Linked DNA regions of Mus musculus: regions 2 and 3 are each linked to region 1. Evidence: chromatin contacts called from public HiCAR-type and HiChIP or PLAC-seq data. All regions are on one chromosome and are shown on one strand. The core of a region is the stretch at or near the end of the contact, and the rest is flanking DNA. Distances in the headings are between cores, read along the strand shown. Region 1 holds the start of 4833412C05Rik (RIKEN cDNA 4833412C05 gene). Region 2 overlaps Igf1r (insulin-like growth factor I receptor). Region 3 holds the start of Pgpep1l (pyroglutamyl-peptidase I-like).

Region 1 (3,991 bases), core at 261-2,760:
CATTTTGGAGGTCAGTGAAAGTCCAGGAAGAGGGTCTACTGTTGATCCATCTTTAAAACGTCTCTGTGCTCTGTTTTGAATGCAATTTACCCATTTTATGCTTTGCCTCCATGTATGTATGGGCACCACATGCATGCTTGGCACCTGAGGCGATTGGAAGAAGACATCGCTTGGAACTGGAGTTGCAGATGGTGGAGAATCACCTTGTGTATGCTGGGAATCCAGCCTGGGTCACCTACAAGAGCTGCAAGTGTTCTTAACCACTACAGCCCAAATCTTGGCGTTTTGTTTTTGTTTTTGTTTTTGTTTTGAGACAGAATGTAATTATATAGCCCTGACTGGCCCTCTAGGCTCAAACTCACTAAGCCCCCTGCTTCCTGAGTGCTGGGATGAAAGGCAAGTGTTAAAGTGTTGGGAGGCCACTATGCCCTGCCAGCTCCCTGTGATACCCCTGGGCTTTACCTGGAGGAGTCACTGGAAGGGGCGGCGGCAAGGGTGGGGGTGGGGGGCGTGCGTGCGTGCGTGCGTGTGTGTGTGTGTGTGTGTGTGTGTGTGTGTGTGTGTGTGTGTGTGTGTGTGGCAGTTCTCAATCACTGAAACAAACATTGGCTTTGGGGAACCAGCATTGTCCATTACTGTTGGGGTGACCAGAGCCTTTCTAACCTCAAGATAAAATGGTGGCAATTGTTCTCTTGCAGGAAGGTGTAGGAAAGGAACCAGCCACGTGGCGGTTCGAACTTAAAAACTCTTCGGGCCACAAGGAGGAAAGTGGGTCGCTTCACACCCCCAGGCTCACGGAGAGGCAGGAAGAGCAAGGAGGAGGCGGGGGGGGGGGGGTAGAGAGGAGATTGAGAGGAAAAAGGATGGGCAAGAAAGCGAATCTCCCAGCTGGTGCAGAGCCCCACACGGTGCCTTACTGACACACATCCAGAGATTCGAGTCCCCTGAACCCGCGTGGGTGACTTTGAAGCAGATTCCCGCCTGGCACAGCGCACTCTCCAGCCGCTCACGTGAAATCCATCAAGGCAAAGTCACACCCTACAGCCAGAGCAATTCGGGAAGCTTGACTCTCCCACAAACAAGGTATTGGGCTCTTTCCTCCCCATTCCCTTCCTCTGAAGCTTAGCTTCTCCCTCCGCATCACTGTCCACGTGCGGACTCATAAGGCGCCCACCCCCATCCGGGCGGGTCCCCACCCTAGGGCATTGGATCCTGCGGGTTGTTTACCAGCTGGCCATCTCCCCAGACCCTGCGCGGTGCCGCCACCTGCCGGTGGGAGACTGAACTGCACCCGCGGGTGCGGGCCAGCAACTGCGGGCTGATGACCCAACGCCGCAGGCATCCGAGGATAACCTTTCCCCTTTCTTTCCAAGACCAAATAAGGGGGCTCTTGCCTCTGTGAGCTGTGCCTGTGGCGGTTAAGCCAAGGGGCGTGGAAAGGAGGATCCCAGAACGAGGCTGACAGTCAGCTAAACAACCCACTACATTGTTCCCTCCCCACATGGCCTCCTCCCTGCTCCCCGGCAGTCCCCACATGCAGCAGCAGACTAGTGGGTAGAACTGCAGGGGTATGGAGACATCCCGAACTTCAGCAGCAGCAGTCCCAGCACCCCGCCCCCAACCTCAGGCATGAAGAGCAAGGTACCTGCAGTAGCTTACTCCTGGGTGTTGCCCAAGCTCAGGACCCTCGGGCCTGGGGGTCAGTAGGGCTGAGAGAAGCCTCAGACCTTGGGGAGGGGCGAGAGAGGTGACACTTGTAGAGGAGCTAGACAGGGCTGTCAGACCTCTGAACCTTGGCATCACCCACACAGAGGGAGTCACAGTGGCTGACAGTGTTCAGTAACCACAGAAACCAAGATTTGACCTATATTTTCAAACATGGCCTCGACTCCAGCTTCCCCTCCTTGAAATCGTAGTGAAAGCGTCTGACTTGACTTGTTATGAATGCTCCTCTTGCTTTAGATTCCAGAAGGCCACCCAGAAGGCAAATCAAGAAACCTCACTAGATGGTTTGTGGATAACGGGAGGGTCCTGATGGGTTCCAGGAAGGAGTCAGAGGCTCTCCTCGTTCACTACCTCTTACCGATCACAGTGGTGACTAGATGATTGCGCTCATGTATGTGCTTTTTGACTGTGTGCACTTTGGGTGTTTTGAGTGATGAAACAGAGGGGAGCAAACCAACACTTTGGTCAGGATGACAGAGTGCTTATAGCCTGTCCGATCCGAGCCTTGATTGAGCGCTCCCTGGGTGCTAACCACTGTTCTGAATATCCCACATCATTACCATCTGCAGGTACCTCTGCTACGGGGAAGGACCACGCCTTCAGAAACACAGCCTTCCTCCTACCACCCAGCCAGGTCACTAACTGGATTCAGGCTCAGGCCTTGGGGTTCCAGAGTGTATATACCCTTGACCCAAACCCTAAATGTTCATTAATAGGGATTTGATTCGTTTACTGTACACCCATGTAATGGAATCGTCTTTGGCTGCTTAAATGGGATGTAGACTAGGAATAATTGTCAGAGGCCAAATATCCACCACACACTGTTAAATGGACACAGCAGGGAGTCAACAGCGTGTATAAGTGGATCTTGTCCTGTGGCTGTTCAGAGGGGACTCATGGCAGCACTAAACTGTGGGCCTTGGTGGGTGGCGGAACTTTAGGTGGCTAATTTTACAGGGATGCTTTCTTCCTTCATTGCTGAGCTCTTTGTGATCCACTGTCAAGGCCGTGAATAAATCCCCCACAAAGTCTTCCCTGATCCCCCGAATTGGACACTAACGACCCCCGTGTCCCTCTGGTGTGGGAACTTGCGTGGGATGGTTTCTTAGTTACATAAGCTCTCGGCTCTATTGCCAGCTGAACTGATGACTTTGGAAGGGAGACATGAGCGGTGTCTCCGGTTTCCATGTTTCCTTTGTATCCTCTGTGGGATTCAAATATTTACCTATAGTTTGGCGTCACCCAGTGCTGATGGGAGGACCCAGTGAAGAATTAATTCCATAATTAGTTGTTTGATGTTGGCCTTCTTTTAGTTCAATAAGTTCCCAAGGACAGAGACATGCTTTTCCTAGTCAGCTACATGTCCTGACACTAGGTCTGCCATAGCACACAGCCTGTAGGTACTCCATATAGGTTTACTATGCAAATGAGCATAGCCCTTCGTCTTAAGGAAGCAAAATGGGAGGGTTCTCTATGTCCAGATGTACTATCAAATAATTAAGCATCTCTACAAGGCAGAGACTCTTAGTAGGAACTGGTTCTGGCTAGCAGGGCAGAAAGGGACAGTTTGGAACTGACAAGAAGGCAGAAGAGGCTTTAAAAACTGGGCAGGAAACAAAGGAAATCAAGCTGAAGGAAGACCTAGTCAGAGATACTAGGAAATAGCAGCTGGTTCCAGCACCCCTGAGCACCGTTCCCTGCTCCCACAGATGTTGCCAATGTATCCAGATGCTGCTGCAGTGGCAGATCCTGGCTTGTCACTGCCTTTTGGATCCTTTACCTGAGACTCCTGGTGTCCAGTGAAATCAGCTGGCTAAAGCCAGAGCCATGTACCTAGTGATGTACTGGCTGGTACTTAATCTGCATGCCAACAGGAAAAGCCCTGTATCCTAGCATCTACTGCCCCTGCTGAAAACATCCCTGTCACGGCTGATTTTCATCTGTCAATCACTTAGCCACCAGCTCAAGAGATTCCTGAGGCTTGAAAGGTTGGTGCTGTTGGGCTGATGAGTCATTCTCTGGTGTCTCCCTGTGTAGGGCATGCCAGCCAACCCCCTCCAGAGAAAACACATATCCACATCTCAACACAATGCTGACACCGTGGCAGAGAGGCTAGGCAGGGTGTAGGTCAATACGCTGTCTGGCTATTTGTTACAGGAGCATTCAGAACCCAAAGGAAGGTCAAATGTAGAATCCCAGAGAGTGCAGCATGCGGCTGAGAGAAGTGCCTGGAGGCAGAGGTGGATAACAGGAGAGATGTTTAGAT
Region 2 (3,489 bases), core at 157-2,656, 280 kb before region 1:
CACATCCAGGAGGAACAAGCACCTGGCTGCACCAGTCATGAGATCCCACTGCTAAGTCATGCATGTGACGTTCACACTGCACCAGTCGTGAGATCCTACTGCTAAGTCATGCATGTGATGTTCACACTGCACCAGTCATGAGATCCCACAGCTAAGTCATACATGTGACGTTCACACTGCACCAGTCATGAGATCCCACTGCTAAGTCATGCATGTGACATTCATACTTCACCAGTCATGAGATCCCACTGCTAAGTCATGCATGTGACGTTCACACTGCACCAGTCATGAGATCCCACTGCTAAGTCATGCATGTGACGTTCATACTTCACCAGTCATGAGATCCCACTGCTAAGTCATGCATGTGACGTTCATACTTCACCAGTCATGAGATCCCGCAGCTAAGTCATGCATGTGACGTTCACACATCAAAGTGATCAACCAGTGTGATCAACAAGTGTCTCCAGGAGACAGAAACCGGCGGGACTCTCAAGTCAAGTCACCTGGCAGAGGCTAGGTTGGCAAGCAGAGGTTGAAATAAGGAAGGGCTTGTTCCCTTCGTTCTCATTTCAACATTGTGGCATTTCAGTGTGCTTCTACAACAAGCAGTAAAGCCCCAATGTGTCTCCCCCTCACTGCTGCAGGTCGTGGGACAAACTTGGCTATAAACCACACTGCAGAGCCACTGACTTCAGTACTGCCTCTATTTCTATGTCCTCCTGGAGTATTATCAAACATCTGGATCGTTCCCTGTAGAAGTGACAGCTCATAGAACACAGCTTTCCCTTTAGATTAGTGAGGCATGGTGTCTGCAGTCCCAGGTACTCAGAAAGCTGAGGTAAGGGGGCAGCCCGATTCCCATATTAAAATAACAATGACAAAAACATTTTTTTCAAAGAAACACATACTAATATGTAATAACACAATACGTAAGGATTTGCATATTGTTACCTACTGGCGCATGTGAATGACCTTTAAGACAAAAAAAAAAAAAAAAAAAAAAAAACTCCAACTGTTTACTTCAAGCCTAGAACAAAGTTAAAGCAGCACGAGATGCTGTTTGCTGTATGTTTTTCTTCTCCTGCCCTCTTTCACAATATTTATTTGAACCTTACTGTTTCCAAACAATCTGTTACTGCTGCAGTATCAGTCTTTCCAATATTCCAGCTCCCCCACTTTCTTTGCTTATGGATCTGGAGATTAACTATTATGAAATGTCACCATGATTTAGTAGTTAAGACATCAGCAGATTCAGATTATTCCTTGAGCAAGTACACAGTGAGGTTAAGGTCAAGGAAACACACACACATGGTTTCTGCCAAACTACAAACGATGTTAGGGCAAGTGACCCACTCCAAGCATGGAAGACCAGCAGGGGAGGCTGCAGGGGAGGAGGCTGCAGGGGCGGGAGCCCGGGAGCCCACTGGCCACACAGCAGGAGTGCTGATAGCTACAGAGCCAGCAAGGGTGAAGAGGTGAGGGCTCTTGATTCAAGGACACACTGGGCACATTTTCCAGTTGGAGAGTTACAGTGAATTAAGGTCACTTGGTATTTCAAGTGTTTCCCAAACTGTGTCTGAAATCACTCCATTCTGAAAAAAAAAACGGTTACTGATCTCGCAACTACCAAACAGCAGCAAACATTTGCACAAGGGTTTCTAGTGGCTGCAGGTAAACAGGCCTTGGATCACCTTACCGTGGAGATGGAACTGTACAGACAGGTCACTTTCCTGCTGCCGGAGGGAGGCAGTCTCTATACCAGTTAATCTTCAAGTCCACTTTGTATATAAAAATAGTCGTAGGCTCACTGTAGAGAATCATTAAGCCATTCACAGAGTTTCGTGGCAGGCACAGTTCTTTCTCACACATGACCAATCTGAGGACCACCACCGACAACTTCTCATAGCACAGAGTAGAAGTTACACCCATACATTTTTAGGTGGAATCGCCTCACAGAGCTGGCATGAAACCTACACCTGCCTGAGAAATGCCTTGGGGCTCTATCTACTACAACCCCAAACTATGACCAAGAACCAAAGCCTGTACAACTCTAGACTACTCCTTGTAAACGACCCAGAGAAAAGTGTCTGGCACATATTACCTTATAAATCACAGCTACTGGGCACCACTGCTCAGTCACAGAGCTGAACTCAGAGCACACTGCAATTTCTGAGTGCCCTCTCCTTTCCTGACAGGAGCCTCACGTATATACATAGGCCATATGCCTCACTCCTGAACATGCTGCCTTCTCTCAAAAACTCAAAATTTGCTTCTACCACCACCCTCTTTGTGCCTTTAAAGAAAAGCATTGATGTTTGAATCCAGGAAAGAATAAATGTGTATATTTTAAAATATTCCACTTTGAGAAGAACCAAAGACTCAAAGGTGCTTTCTTGGAATGGAATTTATGTCCGCTGGAATAAGAGGGTATTAATAACATTTTCTTCCTTCAGGCCTCTGGAGGGAAACTACAGACCAATGTCAGCACAGTGTAATGGATATGAGACAAAGGAGGTTTCTTCCATAAAATATTGTGCATTAGGGTTTATATTCTATGCTATAAATATTTAGCAGAGGGTAATATGACATTTACTAATATTTCTATCAAAATAGCAGTATCTTAACTGTCATTTTGGCAGGCTTGTGCCTCTCTCTGTGATACTGTAAGAAAGCATTGACTAAGCATCGCTCTTTTTTTTCCCTAGAAATGTATTCTGCGTAGCACTACCACCAGAGTTAACCTGAGACTGTGACTCAAAGGGTATGATACAGCCCTAACACTACATCATCACTGGAAGGAAGGGAAGGGTTTGGTGGGAGAAAGTGACTTTGCATAAGCCTCCACTTTCATTAGCAAGCTCTGAAAATGCTTTTGAAATGGATGAGTTTACTGATACACGTTCTTTTGTAAGTGCTTGTTTCTCCGAGAGGGGAGACCTCCTGTTAACAGCTGGTGTTCACATGTCACCTCTGACAGTGGGATCTGCAGATCCACGAGCACTTGTGCTGGGTAAGAAGCAGCTTCATTGTCACACTGTGCTCCTGGTGGGGGTTTTGTGAGGAGAAGGGGAAACCTGGAGAATTCAGACCCCTTTGACAGTAGTGACCTGGCCCTAGAGGTCCCCAGTGGTGATTCTGGAGAACAGTCCAGCCTTTGTGTCTGCAGAGAAAAGAAGGGCCTGAGATTTTCTGGAGAGGAAATAGAAAAATCAATACATGTTATACAATGCTGAAGCAAGCTACACGTGTTTACAGAGCTTCGGCACACAGAAACATCCACTTCGAAGGCCTGTTAATCTCAAACCTGTATTTGGATTTCCCAAGCAGTCAACTCCTAAGAAAACAGCGACTCTCACTGAGCCGAAAGTTTTTCACGTACCCACGAGTATCTGTACAAAACACTCCAAAACTTCACTCCAACTTACCACAAGAAAACCACCAGTAACAATGAAGAATAGTATTTAAGATTTGAGCTCTGAAGTTGGAGCT
Region 3 (3,961 bases), core at 1,089-3,588, 460 kb before region 1:
GCTTTCTGTTGTTTGTTTGTTTGCAGGTCAGGACGAATGCAGTAGTTGATGCATCGTTGTGACTAACAAAAAACATTTTATATCGGTTAGAGACTTTTTAAAAACTTCATTACAAAGTTAGAGAAAAGATTAGGGCAGAAGAAAAATGAATGGGAAAGTCGAAAATCCTCGATGCATGCCAGGAAATAAAAACGACCTGAGTCAAATCCAAATACAAGCAAACGGAACAACCAAATAAAAAATAACACCCTCCCGGCAGGGCAGCACATACCCATGATCCCAGATTGTCTGTGAGAGGTGGAACAGAAGTATCGCAAAAGCCCAAGTGTTCGGGGCTAGCTTGTGCCACACACAACCTGTTCTAAATGATAATAATAATGATAATAATAATAACAGCTGCAAGAGATTATAGCTCCATTGTCAAGAGAGTATAGAGTGGTATTGTTCACAACTGACACAACTGGTAACTGCCCTTAAGGGACTGCTTTCTCTCAGCATAGTAGTAAACATTCGTAAACAGGGTCGCATGATATTGTGGCATTTGTTCATCTTTTTTGAGACAGGGTTTCTCTGTGTAGCCCTGACTACCCTGGAACTTTCTCTGTAGACAAGGGCTGGCCTCGAACTCTCAAAGATCTGCCTGCCTCTGCCTCCTGAGCACTGGTAAGCCTCAGCACCACCAGCCACCACCTTTGCAAACAGGGACATTGCGTCTGTCATCTGCTTTAACTGTGGCAGGGAAGGAGCAAATCCCTCCTAACAGAAATGTGAAAAGGCCACCAAGCAGGGAGGGACAGCTCAGGATAGGGTGTTGGACAAATGTCTACAAATGCCCACAGGAATGTGAGAAACTAGGACCAAGACACCCCCTCTTTCCCACCCCACCTGCAACCAGGTCCAGTACAAAGCCCCTGAGTTCCTCTAGAATCTAGTCGGGTCTCAGCCTGGGGGGCGGGGTGGATGCGTGGGTGGCAGGGAGGGATAGAGCTGGCTTTCTCAAAACAAAAGAAGCCAGGACCCCACCTCCAGGGCCAATTAAAGGGAATGTCTCACGCGGCCAATTAAGTAGTTAACAACTACTGGGGCTCATCAGATCACCCGTGGCTGCTTCCCTGCCTCACCCGGATGGGGAGAGAGAAGTATGTTTTATTTCTCTCTCTCTCTCTCTCTCTCTAAAGATTTATTTATTTATTATTACGTATAAGTACACTATAGCTGTCTTCAGACACTCCAGAAGAGGGCTTCAGATCTCATTACAGATGGTTTTGAGCCACCATGTGGTTGCTGGGATTTGAACTCAGGATCTTTGGAAGAGCAGTCAGTGCTCTTAACCGCTGAGCCATCTCTCCAGCCCCGAGTTTTATTTCTCTCTCTCTCTCTCTCTCTCTCTCTCTCTCTCTCTCTCTCTCTCTCTCTCTCTCTCTCTCTCTCTCATAAGAGAGAGAGAGTTGTTGTTGTTTTATATATATATATATATATATATATATATATCAACAACAAACAAAAAAACAAAAACAAAACTTAAGTATTTTTGAAAAGCCAGCAGGCTGCATCAATAGGTGAACTGTCCCAAAAGTAAGGTTTCCCGTCATTGTTTCTCTGACAGATTTTAAGAGCTCAACTAACTCAGAGAAATGCCAAGACCGTGGGTGACATCGGATGGCATTTTTTTGCCAGGGAACGCAGTAGGAAGCACTTCGCAGACAGGATGAGCCAGTCTGAAGCCAGCAGACATCAGCCAGCTGGTGAGACCCTGTCGCTCCAGGCAGATGCAGCTGGGGACATGCGTGGGAGGCAGTATGCTCCGTCTAAGCGGGCGGGGGTGAGCCCCACTCCGCAGAACAAGAAAACAGAAATTTGACGGTGGACCCACTGGGTCTAGGCAGCAGGTGCTTGCAAGCACCGCCTACAGTCAGCTTCCAGTGAGTGTTTGCTGCGAGTTTGGTTGCTTGTTTAAACGCTTTGCAGAATTCAAGAACAATCATAAGCCAAGTCACACTTTCCAAACACAGGGCAATACTCCAGGCAGCAGGGGGTTCTACCGAGAAAAAAAAAAAAAAAGGAAAAAGGAAAAAAAAATCAAGGTAATCAAGAAGATAGGTGCAAAAAACAGAGAGGGTGACCCGCGCGGTCCTAGCTTGAGCGATTTCAGTGGTGGGTCCTAGTAACCCCACAGTCTTGGGACAGTTGGTTGCTATAGGGTCGAGCACCATGATGTCATGTATCCTACGGAACCAACTAAGCTGAGTCCATATTAGTTCTGGCGGCGCTATGACCCTCGAGTGTCCAAAGGCCGCCAGTTCTGCTCCCGAGGGGCGTGGCCTTTCCACACTCCCCACGTGGTCTTTTCCATCCTGGATCTCGGCTGGACCAGCCTAGCGCAGCCGGGTCTCATGGATTCGCAGTCCCGCTGCGTGGTGGTGACCGGTAAGCCCAAGTTTCCCTGCGTTCCGGGTTTTGGTTTTGGCTGCTTTCTGCTGGGGCCTGGAATGCGCACTTGCTCGACTCTGCTTGTAAACAGCTCTCCCAGGGGAACACGGGTGGCAACTGGTGTTGGTAGGAATTCCAGATGGAAGCTGACTTCCTGCTCAGCCCTATTAAAAAAAAACACAGGCTTTCCTGCCTCTGAGCCCCTTCGCCACAAATAACTTGAGTGCCATGCACGGAGGTGCCCACTTGTGGCTTAGGTTCTCTCAGACCTTGTTTGTCCTTCAGCCCCTTGGGGAGGAGCCCAGGCTACCACCTGCTGTCCCTAAGCCTAGGACCCAGTGGAGACCATCGAATTGCAGATTTAGACAGAATTAACCATCACAGGGCCTCATACCATCCTTTTTAAAGGACCAGGCCTTGATGGAGACTGCAGTCGCCAACCCCCATGGTGCTTTTGCTACTATGGAAACACTGAAATAACCAACACACACACTGGTTGTGGATGCCACTGAACACACACACACACACACACACACACACACACACACACTGGTTGATGCCTCTGAACCCCAAAAGGTCAGCCTGGAAGGAATGGTGGCTGCTCTGTCCTCCATCTCAGCCGCACATCTGAAGTCACCCCAGCCACAGGCACCTGTCATTGTCACAGCTGGTCCCTATGGGCTTACTCTTTCCTCACGATGCTCTTATTTTTAGTCAGACACCAAAGCGCTTTATTTATTTTTAGTTAGACACATTTGGCACATTTCAAGTTTTCCAACTTGTATTCGATAAAGGGAAACAAAGGATTCCTGTCACCTGTCCTAATTGAAAGCTTCTTTGATAAATACTTTCGGACAGTGATTCATACTATCAGCCTTCCAAAAGGAGGAAGGAAAAAAAAAAAAAAGAAAAGAAAAGAGCATTCTTTTGAGACACTCTTATTCCCTTGCACTTCTGATTTGTTTTTTTTTTTTTTTTTTTTATTTCGGGTCCAGAGATGGAATGGCTCAAATTACATTTGACGTCCTCAGGAAACCATACTCTTGGTAAAAGCAGTGCCTGTCTCAAATGAAATATGGGCATGGAAATGTGCTGCCCCCTCTTGGACTCACGTCTTTCCCTACATTTCTCTCATCAGCCAGCAGTTGCTGGGAGTCAGGCGCCATTGGGAAATGCCCACTGGATCCCAGAGTGTGGCCTGCCTTTATTAGTAATGTTTTGAGTTTGCCGGAGGACAGACTCTTCATTTTATTGGAGCCCCTAGTTGTGTAAATCTTGTCTTGACAACTGGTATGTAGACAGATGGTGAAATGCAAGGATTCTAACAAACAGCCTTTAGATTAAGGTGTTGGCTGGGACCAACAGTAAAATGAGAGACCAGGCGAACCTGCAGTCCTCCCCAGGGTTCGATGATTCTACCACATTTTCTGGCTGACTACCCAACTCTATTCCAAGGCAGTCTTGATGGGGAATGAGGCTTAGCCCAGCAAAACAAGACCTTCTAACCTTGCTCCCGGAGTTGTCTTTCCTA

Evidence for each region. HiCAR-type assays count read pairs that join an accessible place to other places. HiChIP or PLAC-seq counts read pairs in DNA pulled down with a chosen protein or histone mark.
Region 2: a contact with region 1 is called in a HiCAR-type map of kidney, with 4 times the contacts expected there. The contact joins the enhancer-like site here to the promoter of 4833412C05Rik in region 1. A contact is called at or near these places in 3 of 484 Hi-C or Micro-C datasets (Sertoli cells, myocytes and primordial germ cells), 6 of 115 datasets of contacts at active chromatin or transcription factors (craniofacial prominence, embryonic limb bud, embryonic stem cells and 3 more) and 1 of 9 other capture datasets (embryonic stem cells).
Region 3: an H3K27ac HiChIP or PLAC-seq map of embryonic fibroblasts shows a contact between it and region 1, with 11 times the contacts expected there. The contact joins the promoter of Pgpep1l here to the promoter of 4833412C05Rik in region 1. A contact is called at or near these places in 22 of 39 promoter capture datasets (the 3T3-L1 cell line, 3T3-L1-derived adipocytes, the C10 cell line and 16 more), 1 of 15 datasets of contacts at CTCF or cohesin (the NIH/3T3 cell line), 2 of 484 Hi-C or Micro-C datasets (ECoMG myeloid progenitors and bone marrow-derived macrophages), 18 of 115 datasets of contacts at active chromatin or transcription factors (the NIH/3T3 cell line, T-cell acute lymphoblastic leukemia, craniofacial prominence and 12 more) and 4 of 9 other capture datasets (adipose tissue, embryonic stem cells, liver and 1 more).

Annotation. Positions count from the first base shown.
Region 1 is chr7:67,801,015-67,805,005 of GRCm38.p6, reverse strand. It overlaps 4833412C05Rik (RIKEN cDNA 4833412C05 gene), which reads left to right and starts at 1,510. Exons shown (of 3, transcript NR_045954.1): 1 at 1,510-1,641. It overlaps Gm34350 (a long non-coding RNA gene), which reads right to left and starts at 1,817. Exons shown (of 3, transcript XR_391567.3): 1 at 1,646-1,817.
Region 2 is chr7:68,078,633-68,082,121 of GRCm38.p6, reverse strand. All of the region lies in intron 2 of Igf1r (insulin-like growth factor I receptor), which reads right to left. Among named protein-coding and RNA genes, the nearest start is that of Gm51488, 57 kb to the left of the region's middle. Within about 2 kb of position 1,406, at least 15 of the 459 cell types and tissues checked have an H3K27ac peak or open chromatin away from gene starts, as enhancers often do. A contact at or near this core is called in Sertoli cells and kidney, where this site is marked.
Region 3 is chr7:68,262,610-68,266,570 of GRCm38.p6, reverse strand. It overlaps Pgpep1l (pyroglutamyl-peptidase I-like), which reads left to right and starts at 2,338. Exons shown (of 4, transcript NM_030101.1): 1 at 2,338-2,427. Gm16157 (predicted gene 16157) reads left to right here. Exons shown (of 4, transcript NR_040340.1): 4 at 1-232.